Linked DNA regions of Mus musculus: regions 2, 3 and 4 are each linked to region 1. The links are chromatin contacts, called in public ChIA-PET and promoter capture Hi-C maps. All regions are on one chromosome and are shown on one strand. The core of a region is the stretch at or near the end of the contact, and the rest is flanking DNA. Distances in the headings are between cores, read along the strand shown. Region 1 holds the start of 1700007L15Rik (RIKEN cDNA 1700007L15 gene). Region 2 overlaps Slc12a8 (solute carrier family 12 (potassium/chloride transporters), member 8). Region 3 holds the start of Rpl35a (ribosomal protein L35A). Region 4 overlaps Heg1 (heart development protein with EGF-like domains 1).

The links. Promoter capture Hi-C pulls out the DNA fragments that hold promoters and counts their contacts. ChIA-PET counts read pairs in DNA pulled down with a chosen protein or histone mark. Capture Hi-C pulls out chosen DNA fragments and counts their contacts.
Region 2: a contact with region 1 is called in a promoter capture Hi-C map of hippocampal neurons, with 2.7 times the contacts expected there. The contact joins the enhancer-like site here to the promoter of 1700007L15Rik in region 1. A contact is called at or near these places in 2 of 39 promoter capture datasets (the 3T3-L1 cell line and hippocampal neurons), 1 of 115 datasets of contacts at active chromatin or transcription factors (embryonic basal ganglia) and 1 of 9 other capture datasets (liver).
Region 3: a contact with region 1 is called in a promoter capture Hi-C map of adipose tissue. The contact joins the promoter of Rpl35a here to the promoter of 1700007L15Rik in region 1. A contact is called at or near these places in 1 of 39 promoter capture datasets (erythroid cells), 1 of 115 datasets of contacts at active chromatin or transcription factors (effector CD8 T cells) and 2 of 9 other capture datasets (adipose tissue and pancreatic islet).
Region 4: an RNA polymerase II ChIA-PET map of memory CD8 T cells shows a contact between it and region 1, with 21 read pairs. The contact joins the enhancer-like site here to the promoter of 1700007L15Rik in region 1. A contact is called at or near these places in 1 of 39 promoter capture datasets (liver), 1 of 484 Hi-C or Micro-C datasets (embryonic stem cells), 16 of 115 datasets of contacts at active chromatin or transcription factors (the 230-238 cell line, craniofacial prominence, embryonic basal ganglia and 9 more) and 3 of 9 other capture datasets (adipose tissue, liver and pancreatic islet).

What each region holds. Positions count from the first base shown.
Region 1 is chr16:33,378,729-33,385,320 of GRCm38.p6, reverse strand. It overlaps 1700007L15Rik (RIKEN cDNA 1700007L15 gene), which reads left to right and starts at 4,585. Exons shown (of 2, transcript NR_045709.1): 1 at 4,585-4,805; 2 at 4,942-5,467. It overlaps Zfp148 (zinc finger protein 148), which reads right to left and starts at 4,546. Exons shown (of 9, transcript NM_011749.4): 1 at 4,294-4,546.
Region 2 is chr16:33,638,607-33,644,505 of GRCm38.p6, reverse strand. All of the region lies in intron 9 of Slc12a8 (solute carrier family 12 (potassium/chloride transporters), member 8), which reads right to left. Among named protein-coding and RNA genes, the nearest start is that of Heg1, 43 kb to the left of the region's middle. Within about 2 kb of position 2,510, at least 26 of the 459 cell types and tissues checked have an H3K27ac peak or open chromatin away from gene starts, as enhancers often do. A contact at or near this core is called in hippocampal neurons, where this site is marked.
Region 3 is chr16:33,053,120-33,059,612 of GRCm38.p6, reverse strand. It overlaps Rpl35a (ribosomal protein L35A), which reads right to left and starts at 3,160. Exons shown (of 5, transcript NM_001130485.1): 1 at 3,103-3,160; 2 at 2,435-2,477; 3 at 2,071-2,223; 4 at 790-934. The coding sequence starts at 2,445. Iqcg (IQ motif containing G) reads left to right here and starts at 3,427. Exons shown (of 11, transcript NM_178378.3): 1 at 3,427-3,462; 2 at 5,919-5,989. The coding sequence starts at 5,982.
Region 4 is chr16:33,765,845-33,772,138 of GRCm38.p6, reverse strand. Heg1 (heart development protein with EGF-like domains 1) reads right to left here. Exons shown (of 15, transcript NM_175256.5): 15 at 3,944-5,478. The coding sequence ends at 5,329. Among named protein-coding and RNA genes, the nearest start is that of Muc13, 25 kb to the left of the region's middle. Within about 2 kb of position 2,203, at least 105 of the 459 cell types and tissues checked have an H3K27ac peak or open chromatin away from gene starts, as enhancers often do. A contact at or near this core is called in the 230-238 cell line, adipose tissue and memory CD8 T cells, where this site is marked.

The sequences.
Region 1 (6,592 bases), core at 3,336-5,835:
GCTTAGACAGATAGGGCCATCAGGATGGTTCAGAGGGTAAATGTGCTTCGCTGCTTAATGATGCTGGCGAACCTGAGGACCTGAGTTCAACCCCTGGAACCTACATAAAGGTTGAGGAGAAAAACTAACTCCTAAAGCTCTCCTCTGACCTCCGCACACACTCACCTTGCTGCACACATGACCACACACATGCAATAATTTCTAAAATGTAAATAAAAGCTAAACTTAAAAATAAAATTTTTAATATCAAGGTATATCATCTAATACACAAAAATAACTGAAGAGCAGAATGGAGGATGAATAATAAAAGACATCAATGACATTCATCCATTTCACTCAGGGAAAGCTGACTTCTGTAGTCATGATCCAAAGTGATGACATCATTTTGGTGAAGAGAGAAATGATGGAGCAGAGCATGGTGGGATTCTTCCATAAAACAAAGACCAGAGATGATAAAGACCTACCAACCGCTTGGGAGAGCCAGAGAAAAACATGAACTACAGAAAAATTAATGCTTAGAACTGGCAGCCTGTGGTAGAGGACAAATGTGGGGGAGAGTATAAGATAAGGCAGCAGAGAGATCAATGTGATCAAAGTGATTATATACACATATGAAAATGCCATGCAGTAACCCATTATTTTATATGAAGTGTGATTTTACGGTTTTTTTTGTTTTTTTTGTTTTTTTCATAAAACAAGGTTTCTCTCTGTAACTGAGCCCTGGTTTAGCCTTGACTGTCCTGAAACTAACTCAGCAAACCAGGCTGGCCTCCAACTCACAGAGGTCTGCCTGCCTCTGCCTCCCAAATGCTAGGCTTAAAGGTGCACTCCACCTCCTGCTATGTGTTCATTCTCTTAAGGTGGAAGGTAAGAATATGGTTAAGAAAAAAGGGCTGGAGTTGTAGCTCAGTTGTAGTGCTTACCCAACATGCAAAAAAGTCTTGGGTTCAACGAGGCCTTTCAGTCCAGCACTCATTCCAGGCTGGCCTGATCTACATAATGAGTTCCAGGACAGCCAGGGCTACACAGAAAAACCCTGTTTTAAAAAAAAAAAAAAAAAAAAAAAAAAAAAAAAAAAAAAAAAAAAAAGGAGAGGGCTGGAGAGATGGCTCAGTGGTTAAGAGCACTGAGTGCTCTTCCAGAGGTCCTGAGTATAATTCCTAGCAACCACATGGTGGCTCACAACCATCTGTAATGAGATCTGACGCCCTCTTCTGCTGTGTCTGAAGACAGCTACAGTGTACTTATATACATAAGATAATTAAACATTAAAAAAAAAAAAAAAAAAAAAACTTGGTCCCCAGTTCAGTTCCCAGCACTGCAGAAACTAGTTGTGGAATTCACACCTGTAATGCCAGAAATCAAAGAGGCAAAGGTTCAGACAGTCAGGGTCATCTTTCCTACATACTTAAGGGGCCAGCCTGGGTGACAGAAACCTGTCTCAGAACACCAACACAAAAGCTCACTGGACACGGTGATGTGGGCCCGTGATCCCAGCACCTGGGAGGCAGAGGCAAGCGGATCTCTGTTGAGTTTGAGGCCAGCCTGGCCTACAAAGCCAGTCCCTCCTCAGACAGAGCTACACAGTGAGACCCTGTCTCAGAAAGGGGGGGGGGGGGCTTGCAGGGCACAGCAGGCAGCAGTCTATGAAAGCAAAACTGCAATGAACCCCTGTTTCATTGCTTTTCATTGTTAGTCCCTTCAGGACAGTTTTTTAAAATTACATATATTCATATTATTTGCATAAGAAACACAACATACTGTATTTGGCACTCAGTAGTAAAAGAAATGACAATACACAATACCAGTGCAGCAGAGGGAAACTGAGCCACGAACACCATGACAGTAAAAATGGGTGCATCATGTCAAGTAAGCCCTTTTTTAAAATGGCCAAAGAAGCAGCTAATAAGAGTGCGTCCTGCTCTTCCAAAGGACCCAAGTTCAGTTTCCAGCACCCACATCAGTCAGTTCAAAAATGCTTGTCATCCCAGCTCCCGAGGATCCAACATTCTCTTCTAACCTCCTTGGTTACCCTCACATCCATGGCATATGTTCACATAGACAAATACATATGCATAAATAAAAATAAGATCTTAGCTGGGCGTGGTGGCGCACACCTTTGCTCCCAGCACTTGGGAGGCAGAGGCAGGTGGATTTCTAAGTTCGAGGCCAGCCTGGTCTACAAAGTGAGTTCCAGGACAGCCAGGGCTATACAGAGAAACCCTGTCTTGAAAAACCAAAAAAAAAAAAAAAAAAATCTTTTTAAAAGTGAGCAAATCTAAATGCACTAACCGGAAAATTTCCAAGTTTTTTTAAAAATAAAAAAATCCAGTTATTTCTATAAGAAAAATTATAATGAAAGAAAAAGGAATGAATATACCTGAGTTTCCTTCCCCTCTCCCGAATGTTACCCCATCCTCCCCATTATTCTCTTTTCCTTCAACTGCCATGAAAAAGATCTGTCACATTTAACATACTCGTCTTCCCTTCAGTTGAAATGATACCACAACACATTATGTAATTTCTCTTAATAACAAAAGGTGACCACTATCCAAATAGAATTTAACACATTGTTCTAGCCGGGCTGTGCCTTTAAGGAGGCACAGGAAGGTGGATTTCTGAGTTCCGGGCCAGCCTGGTATACAACAGCAAGTTCCAGAACAGCCAGAACTACAGAGAAACCCTGTCTCAAAAAAAAAAAGCAAAACAAAACAAAAAGGACAAGACTCTGTTCTCACCCAGTGTTCCTTCTTGAAAAATGTGGTCTACTGTGCATTCAGGGAGTGCAGAACTTGGTTTCCTAACATAGGGACTGTCCCTCCTCATGAGACCTCGACTCATCCTGTCACTTCAGATTTCCTTAGGCATTACAACCACTCCTGACCTCCTTATAAGCTAAGATAACAGATATTCTAGATGCTCTGCCTACATTTTGCTTGCAGATGTTATTTTCTTTAATAACATCATGCCTCCGTGAAAGAGTACACCCGGAACTGTGAATGGAAAAGGATCTCCCGCCAACCCGAAGTATAGAACTAGACAAATGGAGCCTTCAAAGACCAGACTAGAATGCACCAACTCTTGACCCGGACAATTACAATCTATGTCCTGCAACCTAGGCTGAAATACGGCACCAGCTCTTCTGGTGGTACCATATAAGCTAGGCAGTGAAGAAGAACACCGCCAGGCCACGTTAATTCCTATTCCACCGTCTTCCAGGACGGTGTTCATCCACCCTCCGGTAACAGACAATACTCCAAATCTGCTAAAATTCTCAACTCCGTGGCCTCAAGAATGCCCAGAAGCCAGGCGGTTTCTCAAGGTCTCTTTCAAAGATTTTTCAGTTCACTAGTGCGGCACTAAAATGTCTCAAACCAATCTACAGGCTAAGTGACTAAATTCTCAATGACCCCCAACCAAGCGGGGACCCACACTTACCGGATGTCATCTACTGAAGAGCCCAAACAGGTTCCGAACTAGGCCACTCTGGCCCATCTGGAATAACTCTTTAGACCTTGGGCCAGCATTTGATAATTATGCTACATCTGTCTATTCTATTATGCATTCTCTGCTTCTTTTCCAATATTTAGCACTCCTCTGGCTTCAAACGCTCTTCCTTCTATCCGTAGAAACTACTCTAGCCTTCTTCCCCTTGCCTTGGAAACGCTTCGGTTCTTTCCATAATGAAACACCTAACGTATCTGCACAATGAACACCCTCAGAATCCTCAAGACTGCTCCACAGCCACCCCCGGCATTCCTCCACCTATCCGGCATCTTCCCCTCCGGCCCCTTTCTCCCCTTTCGCACTCCTACTCGGCTTCCTGCAAGCAATCCCCTTTTCACCAGCCCCTGCCCTTCCCTGCAGCCAACGAGCACACCGAGGCAGCAGCGGCGACCGAGGCCTGCGGTGCAGAAAGCACTGCACCAAGACGGCGGAGAACCCCAGGGTCTGGCCGGCCTCGTCGCCCACAGCCTGGCACCCCGAGGCCTCCCCGCGTGCATCCCACCTTCCTACCCGACACCGGCCGCAGGCCTCGGAGGCCGCCCGCTCTCTCGCCTCCGCCGCCCCCGTCATTCTCCGTTCTCCAAGCCCCGACCCACCATCCTCGCGTCCCCAGCCCCGCGCTCCCCGCGGCCTGCGCCCGCCGCCTCCCGGGCCGCCCCCCGGCCGGCCGGCCCGCCGCTCCTGCGGGTCACACCGTCGTCGCCGCGCTCCCCCCCCCCCGACCGCGCGCCGCCCCCTCCCCTCCCCCGCCCTCCCGGGCCCAGGCCTGCCAGGCCGAGCGTTTACCGCGGGGCTGGCGCCGAGGCGCGCGGTCACTGACTGCAGGCGGCGGCGGCTCCGACCTTCCCACGGGCCCGACGAGGAGGGCGAGGGGGAGGGGAGAGAACTTTTGCTGTGGCAGCTCCGGCGACAGCTCCCACCCCTGCGCCTTTCTCCTCTTCCTCCCCCTCCTCCTCCTCCTCCTCTTCCTCCTTCTCTTCCTCCTCCCAGAGCAGTCGAGAGGCAGACATGGCGCGGCTAGAGCGTCGCCGCGGTCGCCGCCGCTGCCGGCGCGGTGCATTATGGGAAGCATCGCACACAGGAAGCGCTCCGGGCCGCCGGCCCTCGCTTGGCGCGGAGACCTGGCTGCGAGACCAAGCGTGGCTTTGATTCTGGCGCCTGCGTGTCAGCAGCGCGGCGTGGCCGGGAAAGCTGGGCCCCGCTCTGGGGGTCCCCCTGATGGGCCTGAGAGGAAAACGCTTTGAAATTGATGGGAGCTGGGAAAGCCACTGAGAGGGACGTCCTCCCCTTGAGGCTGGGTGCGTGCCTGGCACCCCGAGAAGTGAAAAATGGGGATTAAATAGCGGCCCAGGCCCTGGGAAGTGGAAGGGGCGGGAACGTCGATGAAGGGTTTAGCCAGGATTTCTTGGATCTTTCTTTTATTCTCTTACCTAGCCTCTCCTCTTTTTCCGGAAGATGCTACCCTGCACCCTTGAAACTAGAAAACCTGGTTGGAGTCTGCAAACCGCGATGCAGGATGTGGGCACCGAGAAAAAGCAAGAGATCCCAGTCAGGACTTCGTTGGCCCAAACCACGGTCTGCATGTCAGCAAAGACTTGGTTATAATCTCTGCATACCTAAGATTGCTTAGTTGAGCCATCTTTTGGCAGCCCTTCGACGACCTTCACTAAATCCTGGTTTCTTAGGAGCGCCCTCATTTAACACCAAGGCCCTTTAGTTGCCTATACAAAGGGAGGGCTTACAGTTAATGACCTTTGTGCCCACACAGTAGTACAAGGTCAGCTAACTTAATGTGCCCAGTGAATGTCGATCGGGTTATTGGGAACTTCCTGAGAGATGGAGCACCTTCGTTAGGATTTCTGTTTCACAATCTCAAGGCTTTATTTTAGCACCTCTCTGCAATACTTAAACATAACCTTTGAGGTGAGAGGGAAAGGACATTAAAATATCTACATAACCATTTCTGGAATTCTCTCCTTGTCCACACCCACCTCCCCACCCCTTGAATGTTCATTTGAATAGGCTTTTTGGCCAAACTCCAAACTCCCGCATTATGCACTTGTGATGACACTGAATTAGATTACTGTCTGCAAGGTTAATATTCCCTCAGGCGTTAACCTTAGTAAACCGCGACGCCTTTTGAAGTAGCTGAGGCTCAGAAGTTCAGCTGAATTCAAACACAGTTAACTAAGAAAAGCAGGGATGAGCCCACAGCCTCACAATAAACTCTACTTGAACCTTCTCCACTAAAAAAATATAAATTTTAATAAGATGACAGTGCATATTCTGAATGCTAATTGTAACAAAACCGTGATACAAGCTAGAGCAAGGGACAGTTAGCTGGAGGACAGCCTTCTGGCAACTTCTAGCAACTGCAGTGACATCAAATTCAGATGTATTTTTAAAAAGGGAAGAGAAGAAAAAAAAAACCCTCTGGCAGCCAAGAAGCTAACTTTTAGGTTTAAGCTGTGGTAAAGCTAATAACTAGAAAGAGCTAAAAGCCTAGGGTCACACCCAGTGGACTAAGATGAATAGGGTTGCCACTAGGAATACATCTCTTTGTTTCTGAAGAGAATTAAGACAAGGAAGAAACAACCATCTAAAATGGGCAGAGTGGAGAAGACTACTGACCATGCCTTCAAAGTAAGAGTGATTGAAGGCTCTTGAAATTCTTGCTGGTCCATTTTTTTTATCCAGACTGCTGCTGCTTACCTTCCAATACCAGTCTTGGCCACGCAGCTTGCTTCCTTTCCATCTTAAATTTCTTCCACTCACCCACTTTAAAACAATGAGAGACAGCCATAAGGTAGTGACGTTAATCCCAGCACTCAGGAGGCAGAGGCAGGGGTATCACTTGAGTTAGAGTCCAGCCTGGTCTACAGAGCAAGTTCCAGGACAGCCAGGGCTTCACAGAGAAACCCTGTCTGAGATGGCTCAGCATTTCAAAGCACTTGCTGCTCTTTCAGAGGGCCCAAGTTTCCAGAGCACCTGCACACACATGGCAGATAATATGCACAAGCACACACCATGAATAAAAATAACTCTTTAAAACAAATGAAGGATCAGCAAGGGGGTTCAGCAGGTG
Region 2 (5,899 bases), core at 1,261-3,760, 260 kb before region 1:
TTAATTAACATAGGAAGACCCACCCTAAAAGAGAATGGTGGCATTCTTTGAGTTTGAATGCTAGACCAAATGGAACCTCATAAAATTGCAAAGCTTCTGTAAAGCAAAGGACACTGTCAATAGGACAAGAAAAAAAAAGGCAACCAACATATTAGGAAAAGATCTTTACCAATCCTACATTTGATAGAAGGCTAATCTCCAATATATAAAAAGAACTCAAAAAGTTAGACTCCAGAGAATCAAATAACCCTATTAAATAATGGGGTAGAGAGCTAAAACAAAGAATTCTCAACTGAGGAATATCGAATGGCTGAGAAGCACCTAAAGAAATGTTCAACACCTTTAGTCATCAGGGAAATGTAAATCAAAACAACTCTGAGATTCCACCTCACACCAGTCAGAATGGCTAAGATCAAAAACTCAGGTGAGAGCAGATGCTGGCAAAGATGTGGAGAAAGAGGAACACTTCTCCATTGTTGGTGGGATTGCAAACAAGCTGGTACAACCACTCTGGAAATCAGTCTCGAGTTTCCTCAGAAAATTGGACACAGTACTACCTGAAGACCCAGCTATACCACTCCTGGGCATATACCCAGAAGATGCTCCAATATATAACAAGGACATATGTTCCACTACGTTCGTAGCAACCTTATTTATAATAGCCAGAAGCTGAAAAGAGCCCAGATGTCCTTCAACAGAGGAATGGATACAGAAAATGTGGTGCATTTATACAATGGAGAACTGCTCAGCTATTAAAAACAATGACTTCATGAAATTCTTAGGCAAATGGATGGAACTAGAAAATATCATCCTGAGTGAGGTAACCCAATCACAAAAAGCCACACATGGTATGCACTCACTGATAAGTAGATATTAGCCCAAAAGCTTGGAATACCTAAGATACAATTTACAGACCACATGAAGCTCAAGATGAAGGAAGACAGAAGTGTGTATACTTCAGTGCTTCTTTAGAAGGGTGAACAAAATACTCACAAGAGGAAATATGGAGACAACGTGTAGAACAGATACTGAAGGAAAGGCCATCTAGAGACTGCCCCACCTGGGAATCCATCCCATATATAGTCACCAAACCCAGACACTACTGCAGATGCCAAGACGTGCTTGCTGACAGGAGCCTGATATAGCTGTCTCCTGAGAGGCTCTGCCAGAGCCTGACAAATACAGAGGCAGATGCTCACAGCCAACCATTGGACTGAGCATGAGGTCACCAATGAAGGAGATCGAGAAAGAACTGAAGGAGCTGAAGGGGTTTGTAACCCCATAGGAAGAACAACAATATCAACCAACCAGTCCCCCCACCCCAGAGCTTCTAGGGAGTAAACCACCAACCAAAAAGAGTACACATGGCTCCAGCTGCATGTATAGCTGAGGATGGCCTTGTCAGGCATCAATGGGAGGAGAGGCCCTTGGTCCTGGGAAGGCTTGATGCCCCAGTGTAGGGGAATGCCAGGGCAGGGAGTCAGAATAGGTGGGAAGATGGGGGTACACCCTCATAGAAGCAGGGGGAGGGGGGATGGGATAAGGGGTTTCCAGAGGGGAAACCAGGAAAGGGGATAACATTTGAAATGTAAATAAAGAAAGTATCCAATAAAGGAAAAGAAAAAAATAAAAGAAAAAGAAAATGCAAAAGCTGAGAACAGTCACCTACCCCTCTCTGCTTCCTGACTCTGGATGGATATGACTAGCTGCCTCTTCAAGCTCCTGCCACTGTGGTGGACTCTACCCTTGAACTGTAAGCCAGAACAAACCCTTTCTTCCCTAAGTTGTTCTTCTGAGGTATTCTTTCCTCATCAGTGTGTAAAGTAACTAATATAGACCCAGTCTACGTCCTATTGTCTGGTTTTTTAAAAATTCTTTATCATATTTATCACTTACAGTGCAGTGTATGTTTGCCAACCATGCATTTCCTCCCCCTCAGGAATGAAAGCCCCACCAAAGCCCTTCCTGTTCCTGCCAAGCATGCTCTTCCAGCACTGAAAATGCTCCACAGAATGCAGACACCCCATACATGGGGCTGAACAAATGAGCCATTCACCCCCCCCCAAAGACATCTTCATGGTCTCGAAACTCATTTGATTTCATCGTGTGCTTACTGAGTTATAATACTCAAAGTTCTGAATCTGTATGTGAATGGTGAATTGCCCTTTTAAAATCTCCAGGCATTTAAGAGTTTGTGAGTAAGAAATACTTAATAAATCTCCTAACTGTGGATTTAAACAAAATCTGTCAAGATTTACCACTGGTTTGAATGGATGATGGTTCAACTGTCTTTTTTCTTTTGAGATAGACTCTAGCTGTGAAGGCCAGGCTGTCAAAATCCCCTTGCCTCAGCCCCCAGAGTGCCGAGACTCAGGAATGAGCCACCATGCCTGGCAGAATTACTGTAGAAGGAATTCTGTTATGAGTGCTATGACTTACAATGTGCAATTTTAACATGTCGTTGCATGAGTCATTCTTTTCAATCACAGGCTTAATAAAATACAGCTTCCTTTTTTGATTTAGAGGAAACACTATTGGCCAGGGATGTATCTTTCTGCCTCTCTGAGATTTATCAGATGTTAGGCTCTCTTTCCCAACACTCGATCTTGTATAAGCTCAATTACATAATTGGTGCCTAACTCTGGATGGTGCAACTTAGATTTAACTACTTGTCAAAGGTGCAGGGGAGAATATGCATTCAGGAGAAACTGCACTTCATTTTGATCATTACCACTCTCTTCATAAGACAGTGTCCCAGAGTATCCACACAGCCCCATGATCATAAAAGGAAACAACAGACATTTAACAGGCCTGCAGTGCTAAGGCAGTGTTCAGTCAGTTGGGTGTGTTCCATGTATTTTTCTACCACTTCAGCTTGCTATGGGATTATCAGGACACTTTATAACAAGCCCAAAAGAAGCATCTATATTGTTCCTAAAGGAAGTATGCGTAGATGTGCATGTTGGGGGAGGATTCCAAATACATGAGGAGGAGAAGGATAGTGCCCTGTGGCAGCAAGACCAGGAAGGCAGCTCTACGTTATCAAGTCTACAGTTGGAAAGCAAGAAGTGAGCCAAGTAGTGTATTGTTCAGGTAAATAATAGCAAACCAATAAACAGCACATATTATTGACTTAAAATCTAGTGGCATGTCTACAACCTTTCATGTTCATGAAATTCATACACACACTAACATTCTAAGCATGGGGAAATCAACACAATTGTATCCATTTTTTAGTTACAAACTTAAGAACTTATATAGAAATTACTTAGAATTTCTACTAAACCATCTCTGAACATTCATTCCTTTTCTCCCTTTCATCCTCCTTCTTTTTGTGATGCTGGAGATCGAATCCAGGGCCTTGTTAGGACAAGCAAGCATTCTATTAATAAGAATACACTTCCACACCCCACCCCTGTATCTTTATCGGAGTATGTAAAGAGAATCCTAGGTTGAAGGGTTGATATCAGCTTAGGACACCCCAAAACTAAATTCTCAGCGCAATGGAGATTTATTTGCCCCAGAGGGACAAAAGGCAGGGAATAAGAGCTGAAGACAGGAGACAGAGGACAAGGGAGAAAGGGAAGGGAACAAGGAAGAGGGGAAGGGAAATTTGTCAGAGGAGAAGGACACAAGGACTATGTCTGGATAGAGAAGACAGATGTGGCCCATAAAATGGCCTTTTATAAAGATAAAGGGGAAAACCCTGTATTAGGATGACGTTTAATTTTAATTGGGCATGCTAATTAGGTGAGACGAAGGGGGCTTTTGATTGCTGGACTTCAATACTTTGATAGCTGGACCTTGGTAGTCAGCCTCAGGTAGAGGAAGTGGCCAAATAAGAAAATGGACCTTGGTGGCTAGCTCTAGGAATGTAATCTAATGGTTTTAAGCAAAGGGATAGGGAAGAGGAGCAAGGCCTGCCAGAGCTATGTCTGCTGTGCTCAGGCTTGGCTGGAGTCCCTTTACTAAGTAGCATAGAAACCAAAGATTTATGTTGCACAGAATTATGTTTAAAATCCACAAGATATTCCAATCACATTGATATTACAGTTGGCTTAATCACTTTCCAAATGTTGAACATTTCTTTCTAATTTGTCATCAATACAAGCAATGTCACCATAACAATGGAGAACACAGTTTTTGGTTTGCTGTTTGGGTTGGGTCGTTTTCCTGATACACAATTCCCCAAACAGATTTTCTAAATCAGGACAATTATACAATTTTCTAATTCTGGTTAAATCTTCAAAGGTTGCTCTTCATGATCAGAGAACCAGAGGGACTTTCAGCTATGGTGAGAGGAAGAGACCATGAGTCTTCCTCCCCAAAGTAAGTGTAAAATTCTGTGTGTGTGTGTGTGTGTGAGTGTGTGCATGCACGCGCACGTGTTTGTTTTAAAAACAACTACCTCGGGACTTCAGAAACATACCAAATAGGGAAATTAACTGAAAAGCATTTATTTTTCAAAAGCTGCTGGAGTGTAGGGCCCAGAAGTATAACAGGAATGTAGTCACATATTCTCAGGAAACCAAAGCAGGAGGATTTTAAGATCAAAGGCAACATGAGCAATTTAGTGTGACCCTGACTCAAAATAAAAGGTAAAAGCAGGGCTGGAGAGATGGCTCAGCAGTTAAGAGCACCGACTGCTCTTCCAGAGGTTCTGAGTTCAATTCCCAGCAACCACATGGTAGCTCACAATCTGTAATGGGATCCGATGCCCTCTTCTGGTGTGTCTGAAGAGGGCAACAGTGCACTCATATACATAAAAGAAAGGAAAAACAATTCTGAGGCTGTTGTTGAGTGGCAGAGTGCTCGCCTAGGATACACAGGGCCCTGAGTTCAATCCCAAGTTCCAAAGAAAATAAAAAACCAAACAGAAAACTCCCAGGTATGATCGAGATGTAGTGTGTACACATATGAAATTATCAAAGAATAAATTTAAAACATTTAAAAACAAACAAAAACAATTGCTGGGCCTTCCTACCAGTTGCAAACTTGCAGAGGGGACAAGGCAACTTGGATCAGGGAGAAAAGCTAACTTTGCAAGCTAAATATGGTGAGCAGAGTAGAAATAAATAGGGCAATCCATCACTTCTTCACTTTGCTAGTGGGAGGATGTAGACTTGGCTATCTTCTGGTGGTGGGGCAGGCTTCAAAAGGCAAAAATTAAGACTAAAATATAAAGCCAACTAAAGATATCAGCCACACACACTGCAGGGGAGACTCATCCCACAGTTCAACTCCACAGTTTTACTTAGACAAACATGAACTTATAAGATACATATAGCATACAAAAACTTATAAGAGTTTATCAGAACCGAGAACTGCTATAAAATATCATATACATTGTCTGGTTTTCAACTCAAGATTATAAGACATGCAAAGAAACAGAAAACTATAACCTATTCTTACAGAAAATAATAATCAAGTGAAGGAAACTAGGAGTGAACATACATGTTAGATTTAACACAGACTTCAGAGCACTCCTTCTAAACACATGCAGAGCAATAAGGAAAGTAGAGTGTCAGTGGCTTAGGGACCATGATAGCAATGGCTTTAAAAATAGGAGCCATCAATAGGGAAGTATAAGCCATACCAGAGGAGAGAGTAAGACTTCCAGCTAAGAAGATAGTGATGGGATGAAAGCTTGCTAGATGGGCTTACCAGCAAACTGAAAAGAATGGAAAACCCTCAACCTCAAAGACAGATGAGCAGAACTAATACAAAGAAAGAAGTCCCAGTGATCTTTGGGACGATGACAGGGACCAAAGGCCTGGGGCAGGGCTTCTAAGGAAAAACTCAGCACTGGAGACAACACTTGAAATAATGGCCAACATGTTCTTGGATTTGATGAAGAACTTAAACCACAAGGTCCAAGAAGATGGGTGGTGGCGGCACT
Region 3 (6,493 bases), core at 1,911-4,410, 320 kb after region 1:
CTTGCCACCAAGCCTGACCACATGGAGTTTGATTCTTGCAAATGCCACAGCAGAATAGCTGACTCCTACAAATTGCCCTCTGACTTTCATACACTCTTGTGCCATGTATGCCCACATAAATGACAGCCCTAAAATGCAAGTTGTCGAGTGGGGTATGGTGGCGCCCAACATTCCCACCATTAGAGTACACTATAAATGGACCCAAGCGAAAGTATGACAAAAATCTCAACATAGCATGCCCCCGTGGGCCAAAGTCCTGAAACATGGTATGAGCATGCTTCCCATGTACAGGATAAAGTCACTGTCTAGTCTGGCAGGACTGAGATGGTAGACATAACAAACCATAACATGCCCCCCAAACAAGGCACGACATAAGATGAGCTAGGTAGCATTGGCCTGAAATCCCACCTACTTAGAAGGCTGAGGCAGGACTTAAGTTCAAGACCAGCCTTGACAACTTTGTGAGAACCTGCCATAGTCAAATATGAGCCTTGTGTACATAACAAGTTCCAGGACAACCGGGGGCACACCATAAGACTTTGGCACAAAGACACAAATAAATCCTGTCCAAAGTATTTCTCCTCCCAGGTTGCTTTAGTGATAATGAAACTTAAATGCTATTCATTTGCGGGCCACCCTCGCCTGCTTCACCCTGCCAGTTCTGTTTTTTTCCACTTAAGTCAGTCACCAATTCACAGAACTGGTTTATACTCTGGACTTTTACACTCACAAGTCTTGAGGTAGGTAGTAAGTATCAAAAGAGCCATTTATTTTGCTATTGGCACTCACCACACGGATTCTGTGTCCAATGGCCTTTGCAGGAAGGTTGCTTCGGAATTTGGCACGAACCATACCGCTGTTTCCGTGGGCCCGAGTTACCTTTCCCCAGATCACTCTGGTTTTGTTTGGTTTACCTCCAGGAGTCACTGTATTGCTGGTTTTTAAAGACATAAGCGGCATGAGCTCCAACACGGACATAAACATGACACTAACTCAGTTATTTCCTAGGGTCCAGGCTCCCACCTCTACTCTCCACACAGAACACCTTGAGAAATTGGGGGGAACAATATTCATTCAACAATTCATATACATAAAGCCTATTTCCAGGATAGTCAGAAGAATCTGTGTACTAAAACCATTAAGAGTAAATGTGGAAAGACACAGCAATGACACCTACTCAGGATAAAAGCTGAAAACGAGGACCTGAAAGCACAGGCTATCAGAGACTGAGAATGATGGCATGAAGCAAACGACTGAGGTCTCAACCAGGCTGAGCCTCAGCTACAGACCTCACTCAGGTCTGCCTCCTGAATGCTGGGACTAAGGGCATGCAGGACTCACACACATACGCATGCCCTGACAGTGCACACAAGGGCCAATTTCTGTATGGCCTTATGTTCAATTCCCAGTAGGAAAAGAGGGACCAGAGAACCAATATAGAACCCAGCTTAAAACAAGCACACAAGCGCGCGCGCGCGCGCGCGCGCGCGCACGCACACATACACACAAATATCCAGGTCCAGGGAATCTGGCACCCTCACAGCTATACAAACAAGCAAACACCAATGCACATAAAAAATTAACTAATTTTTCAACTAGTTTTTCCAAATGTAACCTCAATTGTTCTAAGTCAGGGTGCAATAGACTGTTTGTTCACAGAGCAGAGCAGAATCACCTAACTCAATATAGATGTGGGAGCAAATAAATTGTACAATAACAAGAACAATCTATTCTAGTAATTGTCATTTTTAGTAACTAAAACAAATCAAGATACATTGAAAAGTACTATATAAACCCTTTCAAAGGAAAATGAAAGGTACTAAGAGCTGTAATCTTTGTTTTTAACCATGTTAGGGACTTAACACAGGGAACTTCTACACTTGTACTACGAACCAATGGTGCCTATATAGTCCATACCACCGACAAAAAGATCCCTCTCTAATTTCCTCTAAGCTCTTCACGTGTCTAGGAAGACTCAACCACACCAATTTCTCACTAACACCCCTACCTTTTCAGTAGAAAAAACGAGATTAGTCAACCAAAAATTAAAAGGCATGGGAGCATACTTACTTTTTTGCCTTATACACATAAGCACATCTCTTGCCTAAGTAGAACTCCGTTTCATCTCGGGCATAAACGCCTTCAATTTTAAGAAGAGCCGTGTGCTCTCTTTGGTTCCGGAGACCTCGCTTGTAGCCAGCAAAAATGGCCTTGCACCACAGCCTAAGACAACGTTAAGAAAGACATGATGACTACCCCGTTACAACTTTTCATGTATCTTTTAGCAAGCCACCATGATTTGCTTTGTAGCAATTCCTACTCCAGCTATCTACAGCAGACCTCTCGTTCCCCTCCCGCATTACACTGAACTTTAGCTTCGCGTTTAATAGAACGAAACAGAAATGGAGAAAACGACTATTGTGAGATCGCGTACCTTCCAGACATACTTGCTGTTAGAAGTCCTGTTCCCAGCAGGCCTGAAAAACAAAACCGAGAGCTCAACCGAGAGTCATGCAGCACGCATCCCACCTGTCACTATTTCCCGGCGCGAGAGATGGCTTCAGTCGGCGTCCCAAGGATGGGGACCTCTTACCTACGCCCTGCCCCCTATAGAGGCAGAGCCTGGCAAAATACTCAGGGCTCCGACAACCAATGACAACGAACGACTCGGAATCGTGGGCAAAGGCCGGGTGGGAAGGCGACTCACCCGAGACTTAACTTCTCAAACCCCAAAAGGAACCCGGAGGCGAGCTCATGCCTCCATCAGTACAGAAAGCAGCTAACACAGGCGAGATCCGGCTCTGTGCGGGGAACCCAGCTCCCAGGGACCACCGCTCCCCGGGCCAGTAAGACCGGGGGAAATGCACCCATTCTCTCCTCCCGAGCCGGAGATCGACCGAGACCAGCGAGCTCTCCTCCCCCGGCCGGGGCCTCCACACCATCAGCCCGTCATCGCCTCCATCCCGCCCTCCATCCTCCTGGAATCCCCAGAAACCTCTGGCGGTCGGGTTCTCCGAGACGCCAGGTTGTCTCGGTGAGGGATGAAACTAAACGCACCCCAGCAATCGGGCCCCAAAGCTCAGCAGCAGGAACCCCCCTCACCTCCACAGGCGCCAAGATGGCGGAAAGAGGAAGGCAAGCCCCGCCGCGCGGCCTTGTGGGACGCACGCCCCGCCCCTCTCCGCGCTTAGGCCGCTCACACTGCGCCAGAAAGCAAAGGTCAGAGACAGAGAGAGAGGCTCGACTCAGCCAAGCCGCGCTCAAGAACTTTAAATTCTTTCCCTCCTGCCCTTTCGTCTTTGTAAGCGGCAACACGTATTATTTAGGAACAAGGAAAGGCAAAATCGTAGTCGACTAAGAAAGAATCAGGGGTCCTACTTAAAAAAAAAAAAGAGCTTGCGCGACGCGTTGCCATAGCTACCGATTAGTTTGGTTCCCGCCTCCAGCTGGGCTGGTAGAGAGGTAAGGAAAAGTTAAGTGTTTTCTCCTCTTCCTAGAATGGAGACTGGGATCCTACCATATAGGAGAGAAAAACCTGGAGCATGAAGGCAGGAGTTTCTCTTGATTTGTTCTTTTATTTTTTCCCATCTTTAATTTAACAAACAGGGTGTGGTAGCCGTTGCCCGTTAACCTCAGCATTTATTCCGGAGACTGAGGTAGGAGGATCACATCACAAATTCGAGGCTAGGCTAAGTTACATAGCAAGGCCCCATCTTAACAGCAACAAACATCCATGAGGCAAACCGCGGTCCCGGTGCTTGCTTGTAACCCCAGTATTCTAGCTGTGCGAGCAGGTGAATAGGACTTAAAAGACCATCCTCTGCTACATAGGGAGTGCCAGTCAGCCTGAGCTACATGAGACCCCATCTGAAAAAAAGGGAGACGATGTGAGGAAGTGAGAGATAGAAGATATCCTTCCATCCTTTCCCTGACTTGTCGGATGCAGATAAATTTTTTAAAATTCATTTATTTATTATATGTAAGTACACTATATCTGTCTTCAGACACTCCAGAAGAGGGAGCTAGATCTCGTTATGGCTCCATGTGGTTGCTGGGATTTGAACTCTGAACCTTCGGAAGAGCAGTCAGGTGCTCTTACCCACTGAGCCATCTCACCAGCCCACAGATAAATTTAATAGACTCAGATTTACAGTTCCTAACTTGTGCATTAATTAAGGCGAACTGATGGATCCATTCATTTAATCAGAGAGTAATTTATTGAATGACTACCACTACCAAGAATGCTGTAGGCTTGTAGGGCACCAGAGTAAACAGACTAAAACGTCTGCCCTCTTGCAGCCTACATGAGGGAGCAAGGATGGCATGTTGGCTCTGGTGTCTGTAATCCTTGCACTTAGAAGGTTGAAGTATGAAGATTGCTCTGTTTTAGGTCAGTAAGAGGTACATTATGTGTACACAGATATCCTGAGCTACAGAGTAAGAAATCTCATCCTTGCTCCCTCACTCCTCGCAAAAAAAAAAAAAAAAAAAAAACAAGACAACAAGCAGATTAGACATGTGGTATGTTAAAAGGTCAAGACTTCCTTTCTTTTCCTTTTTTTTTTTTTTTTTTTTTTTTTTTTTTTTTTTTTTTTTTGGTTTTTCAAGACAGGGTTTCTCTGTATAACCCTGGCTGTCCTGGAACTCACTCTGTAGACCAGGCTGGCCTCAAATTCAGAAATCCGCCTGCCTCTCCCTCCCGAGTGCTGGGATTAAATGCGTGAGCCACCACCGCCCAGCAAGACTTCCTTTTTAAAAACCTGTTTATGTGTGTGCTTTCAGAGGTCGGAAGATGGCCTCAGACTCTAGAGCTAGATTTTACATGCAACTTGTTATTGTTATTGTTGTTGTTTTGTTTTGAGACAGGGACTAGAGAAATGTCTCAATGTTTAAGGGCATACACTGTTTTTAAAGAGGTCTTCAGTTCAGTTCCCAGCATCTACATCAGGGACTCACAATTACCTATAACTTCAGCGCTAGGAAATCTGCTGTATGCACACAGTGCACATAGAGACAAGCAGGCACATACACATTTTTTTTTAAAGCCATTAACAAGAAGGACAAAGTCTCATGTAGCTTAGGCTGGCCCCAAACTCCCTGTATTGAGCCAAGGATGGCCTCTTCTGACACACCAGAAGAGGGTGTCAGATCTCATTACAAATGGTTGTGAGCTACCATATGATTGCTGGAATTTGAACTCAGGACCCTCTGGAAGAGCACTGATTGCTTTTAACCGCTTAGCCATCTTGTCAGCCCAAACTCGATTTCTCTAAGTCAAGTTACAGTAAATTCTGTTCTCTGATAGAGCAGGGCAGAAATATTTAATTTAATATATAAGTGAGAATAATAGAAGAAATTAAAGAATCAAAAATAAATCTGAAGCTGGGCGTTGGTGGCACATGCCTTTAATCGCAGCACTTGGGAGGCAGAGGCAGGCAGGTTTCTGAGTTCAAGGCCAGCCTGGTCTACAAAGTGAGTTCCAGGACAGCCAGGGCTATACAGAGAAACCCTGTCTTGAAAGAAAAAAAAAAAAAAAAGTTCTCTGTTGATTCACAGTCAAACTCAGAGTACAAGTACACACATTAAAATTGTGTTAGATGTCAATTTACCGTAAAAAGAGGCAAAAGACTACCTTGAGTATAACTTCTGGTTTGATGAACCAGTAATGGAGCCAGCCACTTAGTAAGCCTACATCTACCCTGTCTGGAAAACAACAACAACAAAAACAAGCCTGCATCTTATGAGCCTGCTTCCCTAAGCAGGAGGAGACAAGCTATAGATAGCTCTTGGGATTCTGTGGGGTTTTTGTTTGTTTGTTTGTTTTGTTTTGTTTTCTCTCCTACAAAAAGAGCCTGAGAGTAAAGGGAAAAAAATTAGCATTCCCTGGAACTGATATCAATGTTTCTTTTCTACTTTAGGTTCCTTCATTCTTGTGAAATTATAAATCTAGCCCAGAGGGCAAGGAAAGAAACTGAGGAAGAATGGACGAGTATGTTTCAAGTTCCGGTTTGTTTGTCCCTGTACTGTTGCAATTACGCCATTTGTTGAATTCGGTGGATTACTTTTCGGTAACAATGTAACCAACTAATGTAACGCCCTAAAGTATAAACACCTTCCCATTTCAGCGCTGCTGTGGGGTGGGCGCTTGAGGGCGTTTAGCAAGTGACTCTGGTGTGGGATCTGGGCCAGTTAAGCTTTCCCTGTCTGTGGGACAAAATGTCACACAGGAAGCAGTTTGGGGCAGACATGAAAGGTGTTGTCTTGGCTCACACTTGGAGGTGTAGGTGTGGCAGCAAGAGCAGAAGGGACCAGCCACAAGCCAGCCACAGTCAGGAAGCAGAGAGAGAGATGAACACTGGCACTCAGCTTGCTTTCTCTGTTTTATTCAGCCCATGTCAGCTAAGTCTTCCCACTTCAGATAACCTGGTCTGCAAAGCCTTCATAGCCACGGCCACACATTTATTGGTTCCAGATGCAACCAAGTAGACAATGT
Region 4 (6,294 bases), core at 954-3,453, 390 kb before region 1:
GGAAGCAACTAATGAACAAATTGGTGAACATATATCTAGCTATATAACCACATCCTTGGCCACCATATGTGAAAGATTCCTGGACTGGTTTTAAAGTCCCATAGACTCTTAGACATGCTTATTAACTGTCCCATCTCCAAGACAAGAGGAGTTGGCATGGAGTGGGCACAGGTAGCAGTCAGTGCCTGATCTAGCTCTCCAATTTAGAGACAGGATGGTGTTATAGCTGAGTTAGGTCTTTATCACTTAGGTAGGTCCATTCATTCACCTACCCACCCACCCACCCACTCTCCCACCCATCTATCCATCCAGCCACCCATCCAGCCACCTGCCCACCCACCCATCCACCCACCCATCCAACCATCCATCTATCCAACCATCCATCCATCCATCTATCCACCCACCCATTCATCAACAGTGTGTTTCTTTGCTTTGGGGTACTGAGGACAGAGAGATGACTCATTGCCTCCATTTGCCATTTAGAGTCCACTATTCACTTCAACTATTTAAACGGTGCACTGATAAACAAACAAACAAAAAAACCAAACCACTTACACTCTCGTTTGCTTGTTGTAAGAGAAAGCCAATGGGAATCTTACTAATTTTATTGTATCATTGTTTGCTGACTAGAACGCCAGACTTAGAGTGGATATAAGTATAAAAAATAACCAAATTCTTACAAATAACACATTGCTACTACAGTACTGAATAATTATTGGAGGTGACATTATAATACAACTTTAAATAACATTCTCATGATGGGTCTCACACAGTCAACCTGGGTGTCAGCATTAAAGGTATACAGAACAAGATCCAGGACAAACAGAACGGAGTTTGTACTGCAGCCTCATCCCCGTTTACCTGTAACACCAGCAACACACATGCATCACAGCAACTCATGGCAAACTGTCCTTTTCTCTGTAGAGCAGGCCTAGGTAATGCCCAGAGTTAAGGGAGTCGGTTCAGTTCCCCTGACAAACTGGCTCCGCCCCATCACTATTTTTTACCCTGTTGAGGAACACACATTCCTCAACAATTCAGAACAAGGATATTGAGCCCATCATTTAAAATTATATAGCAGAATCTACCAGGCAGCCCCACTGGAAAAATGTTTTCTTTGAAGATGCCCATGTGACAGAGGCAGGCCAGGACCTGCCTCCTTTCAGACCTAAATGGTCCCCCTTTGGTTTCACAGGCTACTGTGCAGGCTAAAGTTTGCAACAGACATAAAGGGGTGTGACCTTGTGGAGACACCAAAGTACAATGAATTGATTGACATTCAATACTTTAATGTTCCTATTATCTTAACCTGTTATTTTAAAAAGAGTTTAAAGTGATTATTTTAACTTCAATGTTCCTATTGTGTTTTCTTCTTTGGGGATTTGAGAAAGGAAAAGAAAAGAAGAGAAAAGAAAAAAAGAAAAGAAAAGAAAAGAAAAGAACACATATTCCCAAAGGCAAGCTACAGAACCATTTCCGTAACCAAACATGCTGGAACAAGACTAGAACCTTGAACTGATACTGTCAAGAAGATATGAGAGGGCTGGGGGTGTGCAGATCCACAGGGCGGCACTTGTCTGGTATGCGCAAGGCCCTGGGGTCCACTCCTGACTCTACCCTCCCATAGAAGCAGAAGAAGAAAAAGAGCTTTCAGGGAAATAAACATTTCTATCTGCTGTAATGGACTGTTTTAAATAAAATATCAAAATGCAAAACCTTGTATTGTCCTTCTACCCAAAGAATTGCTTTGGTCTCAAAAGAAAAATGAACATAAATTTAGAAATATGGGTAAAGCCCCTAGTTTTGAGTGTGTTATGAAACACTAAGCCAAGAGCAACTTGGCTGTACAGCTTTACTGCTTTGGGCAAAGCCCCATAGTTATAGAGACCCATACAGGTCACTACTAGGCAAAGTGGCTTAAGGAGGCACCCAAAGGCCACACACCGGGGTGATGCTACCGTGCCCACTCTGGAACTTCACACCTGAATAGACAGCATCTTGGTAGACTTTCCTCCAGTCTCTTTCCAACAACACTGCTCTCCTCTACGGGCTGTCTTTTACGACTTCCTCTTTTAGACCACAATAGTCTAATAGTCAGCTCAGTCTTTGACCTCAAATACCACCAGGCAGCTTGACTGCTCTAACCGTACAGTAGTTCTGGTTCAACATGACTTAAGACGCTTCTAGAAGCAACCTCCCCAGTTAAGAAGATCACTCAGCACCTCAGACACTCAACTCCACCCCCAGCCCACATAGGTTCACACTTCTACTACGTGGGAGTCTGAGAATAAGGCAGGCAGCCCTCACAGGGTTGCCTCAGCCTGGCTGTTCATGTCAAAAACCCACCTAGACCACCCCCTTTCACTTCTGAGGGCCCAAGCCACGTACCAATATGCCTCTTGCCAACCACAAACCTGCCAGTATTTCCCTTTTTTTAAGACAGGGTGTCCTGTTCTTCAGGAAGGCCTTGAACTCCTGATCCTCCTGCCTCAACCTTCTGAGGGCTGGGGTTCTAAGAGTGTACCACTCTGCCCTGCTTATGTGGTTCCGAGGCTAAACCCCAGGGCGTTATACATGCTAAGCAGGCAGTTTGCCACAGAAACTACATTCCCATGCTTCTCCTCTGAGTGCTCAGCACTGGCTAACCCACATGCTGTAAGGCCAGATACCTACCTTACATGCATAGAGCCAGGCCCATGGTGGGAACACATGATGCTATTTCTCCTCCTAAGAAATAGGCCCCAGTAGTCATGAGCTGGCTCATGAAGTGAAAAAAAGAAAACAAACAACAAAAAAAAAAAAAACAACAAAACCAAAAAACCTTGGAGTTTTAGAGAGCTCAGGCTGGAACTAGGAAGACCCTCCTTTTTAACCCTGTTCCTGATGCCCCCAGGATAAACAAGTTCTACCTGGCCTGGATCTTCTCCATTTCATTATCTCCTAGGCAGTGTGGCTTTTCCCTTCTGCCTACTTCCCTTGTCATGGGAGCCCAATTCAGGACTGTGACACTTTTATGCACACAAATTATCCATTCTGAGCACTTCTGTCTAGCAAAGACTCTGCGTGTCCAGGCATGGGCTCAGCCTGTCTGTTCTGCTCATGGGTTGCTGGTGTCCTCTTGGGGCTCCTTCTGGATGTAACCCCAAGTAGGAGAGCACCCACACCCCCTTCATCCCAATGGTGGGCAGAGGCCTTTCTACCGAAAGCTTCTCCCCTACCTACAAATGGTAGACCCACTGTGAATGCACCCTTGTTTGGGGGCTCTCCTGGTGTTTTTCACAGTAATAAAAGAACAAAATGAAAACTTTCACTCCGTTCTATTTGGGCCAAACTTGTGAGTCAACAAGCAATTTTGGAACTCACAGGACACTTTTCTGGATGTTGGAATTCTTCCCAGGAACAGAGTACTTCATTCTGTGGGGCTTGAGGCTCCTGGCCCTGTACTCTTGACTCACCAGCTGGGAGTCTGCCCCCTTCACAGGTGTTCACCACCTGGGAGTTTGCCCCCTACACAGGTGTTCACCAGCTGTGCTGCCAGCTGAAGACATTAGAAGTGTCTGGGAACAGCCACCACACTGGCTCTTCCCATAGCAATGAGGCCTGGAACAAGCAGGAATACTGCCAGAAGGGCTAGAACCTGGCTACCTCGAAAGGGATCTGGGCTCAGGCAAGCAGAGCACAGGGGCTCACAATGACACAAGGAACCATTGGTTCCACACAGAGACACAAACAAGACCCATGGCTTCTAGATGGCGATGCTTTGCAACTTTGTTAGCATCAACCAAGAGCAACAGAATCCTCTCTGTACTATGAATGTAACATGGTTAAAATCCTCTGTACCTGACTAAACGGTCCTGCTGTAGGAGGTAAGAGTGAGTGGTGACAGTCCATCGGTGACACATGTCACCAGACCATGGGGCATAGGGCACACTTAAAAGATGGGGACCTTCATAAATTTTAGAGGAATCAGAGAACATCAAAGAAACACATACAGAACCATTTCTAACAGCTGTCCCATTTCCAGAAATATATGCTGTGGAGTCCCCATCATCTGGGTGGGGATAATGCTTTGACCTCTTCACCTCATCCAAACCCAGGACATCTCACAAGATGATAGTTCCACCGGGGACCAAACACCACACAGTCCTCCCACTGCCCAGGATCTCACAATACAATAAGCAAAACACAGAACGTCCTTCCCCCAAAGCAAGCCCTCAGACCCTTAGCTGGCCTTTAGTTCTCCAAAGCTGACTCGGGTCACAGCGGAGTCTTGAGGTGACACTGCACAAGAACACACATGCATCAATGGCTGGGTGAGAGTAAATAAGTTCTCTCCTCAGTGAATAAGTAGTTTTAAGTGGTTAAAAGTTTCTGTTGAGTTGGTGGGCAACATTATGGTTTGGAAGATTGGCAGGCATGCATCCTTGCCGGTGGCTTCCTCCTAGCTCCCCAACTTCTGCACTGGAGTTCGGGGAATGTATCAGTTTACTCGTTCATTCCTCTGCCCAATTGTGGGGCCTACAGCTGGCTGCTTTCCCTCTGGAGGTGAGACACCAGCTCAGACACACCTGCAACTGCCTCTCCTTTTTCAACTACACCCTGCAGACTCTGGCTCCACATTGATGGTTAGAGCCTCAGGCCCCATGCAATTCCCCCATGGGTCAAAAACACCTCACCACATGTAGGTCCTGACTGATACTGCCCTGCTGGGACACATTAAGGGACACCTGGATGCTTCTAAAGAAATTCAAAGGAATGTTGTTTTGCCCCGATTCATACTTGCTTGGGAAAGTAAAACTAATACATTGTAAGCAAATGTGTCACTTTGACATAAAAAAGCTTTGTGTTGAGCCTTGCAAATGTCAAGGTCTCATTTATGGCATTGGCTTGGAAATGAGCACGGACAACCTAGAAACCTTAAAATACTTTGCACCCGACTGCAGCGCCTGCTAGGCCTCTACGACACAGTGTGGAAGTGTCCCAGCCCAATCTATTAAAGTGCAAATTAAAGGGAAACTGGGTCCTGGAAATGAAGCCTAGTGGTCAGTTATGGAAGGCATCCCGTTCTACGTTCTACGTGTTGTGTCAGGCATTCTGAGACTCGGTACTGGCCCACGACCATGTTCACAGTAACAACAGTGCTGAACGAGTGGCCTGCAGTTCCGCCTCCGTCTTTCCCTTCCACTGTGGCCACGCCCCTCAAGCGTGGCTCTGCGGAGTCCCAGGAGCAGCTAGTGCATGGTGCTCCCTTTTGGGGGTGTAGTGCTCTGAGCCAGATGTCCGGGGAAGTGGCTCAGAGAAACGGGGGCCTCCCTCTGTCTCCTGGACTCAGAAGTAGTCTCTCCTCCTGCTCTCGTCGCTGATGAAAGATGGGTTATACTGTCCCGGGAAGATGCAAGAGTGTCTCGATCCGGGCAGTCCAGTGTAGGCTGGGTACAGTCCGTTGCGTTCAAGTTCAGGGTTCCTTACGTTTGTGGGCTGGAGGCCAACCGAAAAGGAGAGAGGTCAATTATTCCTAGACTAAAGTACACGTAAAACTTTTTACATTTCAATTAACGTAAATGGGGCGACCCATAAGTAGCAAAGCACTGCCTCACCCTGAAGCACAACCCACACAGGTCAATTTGTGTATTCAGATAAGGTGGGGTGGGAGAGGAGGGGAGGACCGCTAATCATGCTGCCTGTTCCTGGTGACCTGGAACTCAAAGTCTCTCCCTCCTTCGCTTCCTCCTCCTTTTCTTTTCTTTTTTTTTTTTTTTCCCTTACGTGTATGGGCGTTTTTGCCCGCATGTATGAGAATGTACCACATGGACTCAGTGTCTGGAAAGCCAGATGAGGATGTCAGATCCTCTAGAACTGGAATGAGCTGCTATGTAGGTGCTGGGAATTGAACCTGGGTCCTCAAGCTGAGCAGCCAGTGCTCTCCACTGCCAAGCCATCTCTCCAGCCCCACAATCGCCTTCTTTTTTTTTTTGGGGGGGGGGTTTCGAGACAGGGTTTCTCAGTATAGCCCTGGCTGTCCTCAAACTCAGAAATCCACCTGCATCTGCCTCCCGAGTGCTGGGATTAAAGGCGTGCGCCACCACGCCTGGCTGCCTTCTTTTAAAAATATTATTTGAATTATTTTTTCTGAGAATTATTTTATGTATATGAGTGTTTTGCCTGCATATATGTCTGTACACCACTTGTTTGCATGGTTCTCACAGAGGCCTGAAGAGGGGGCATCAGATGCCCCGGAACTAAAGTTAGACAGTTGTAAGCTCCTACCCAGGTCTTCTGGAAGAGTAGTCAGTG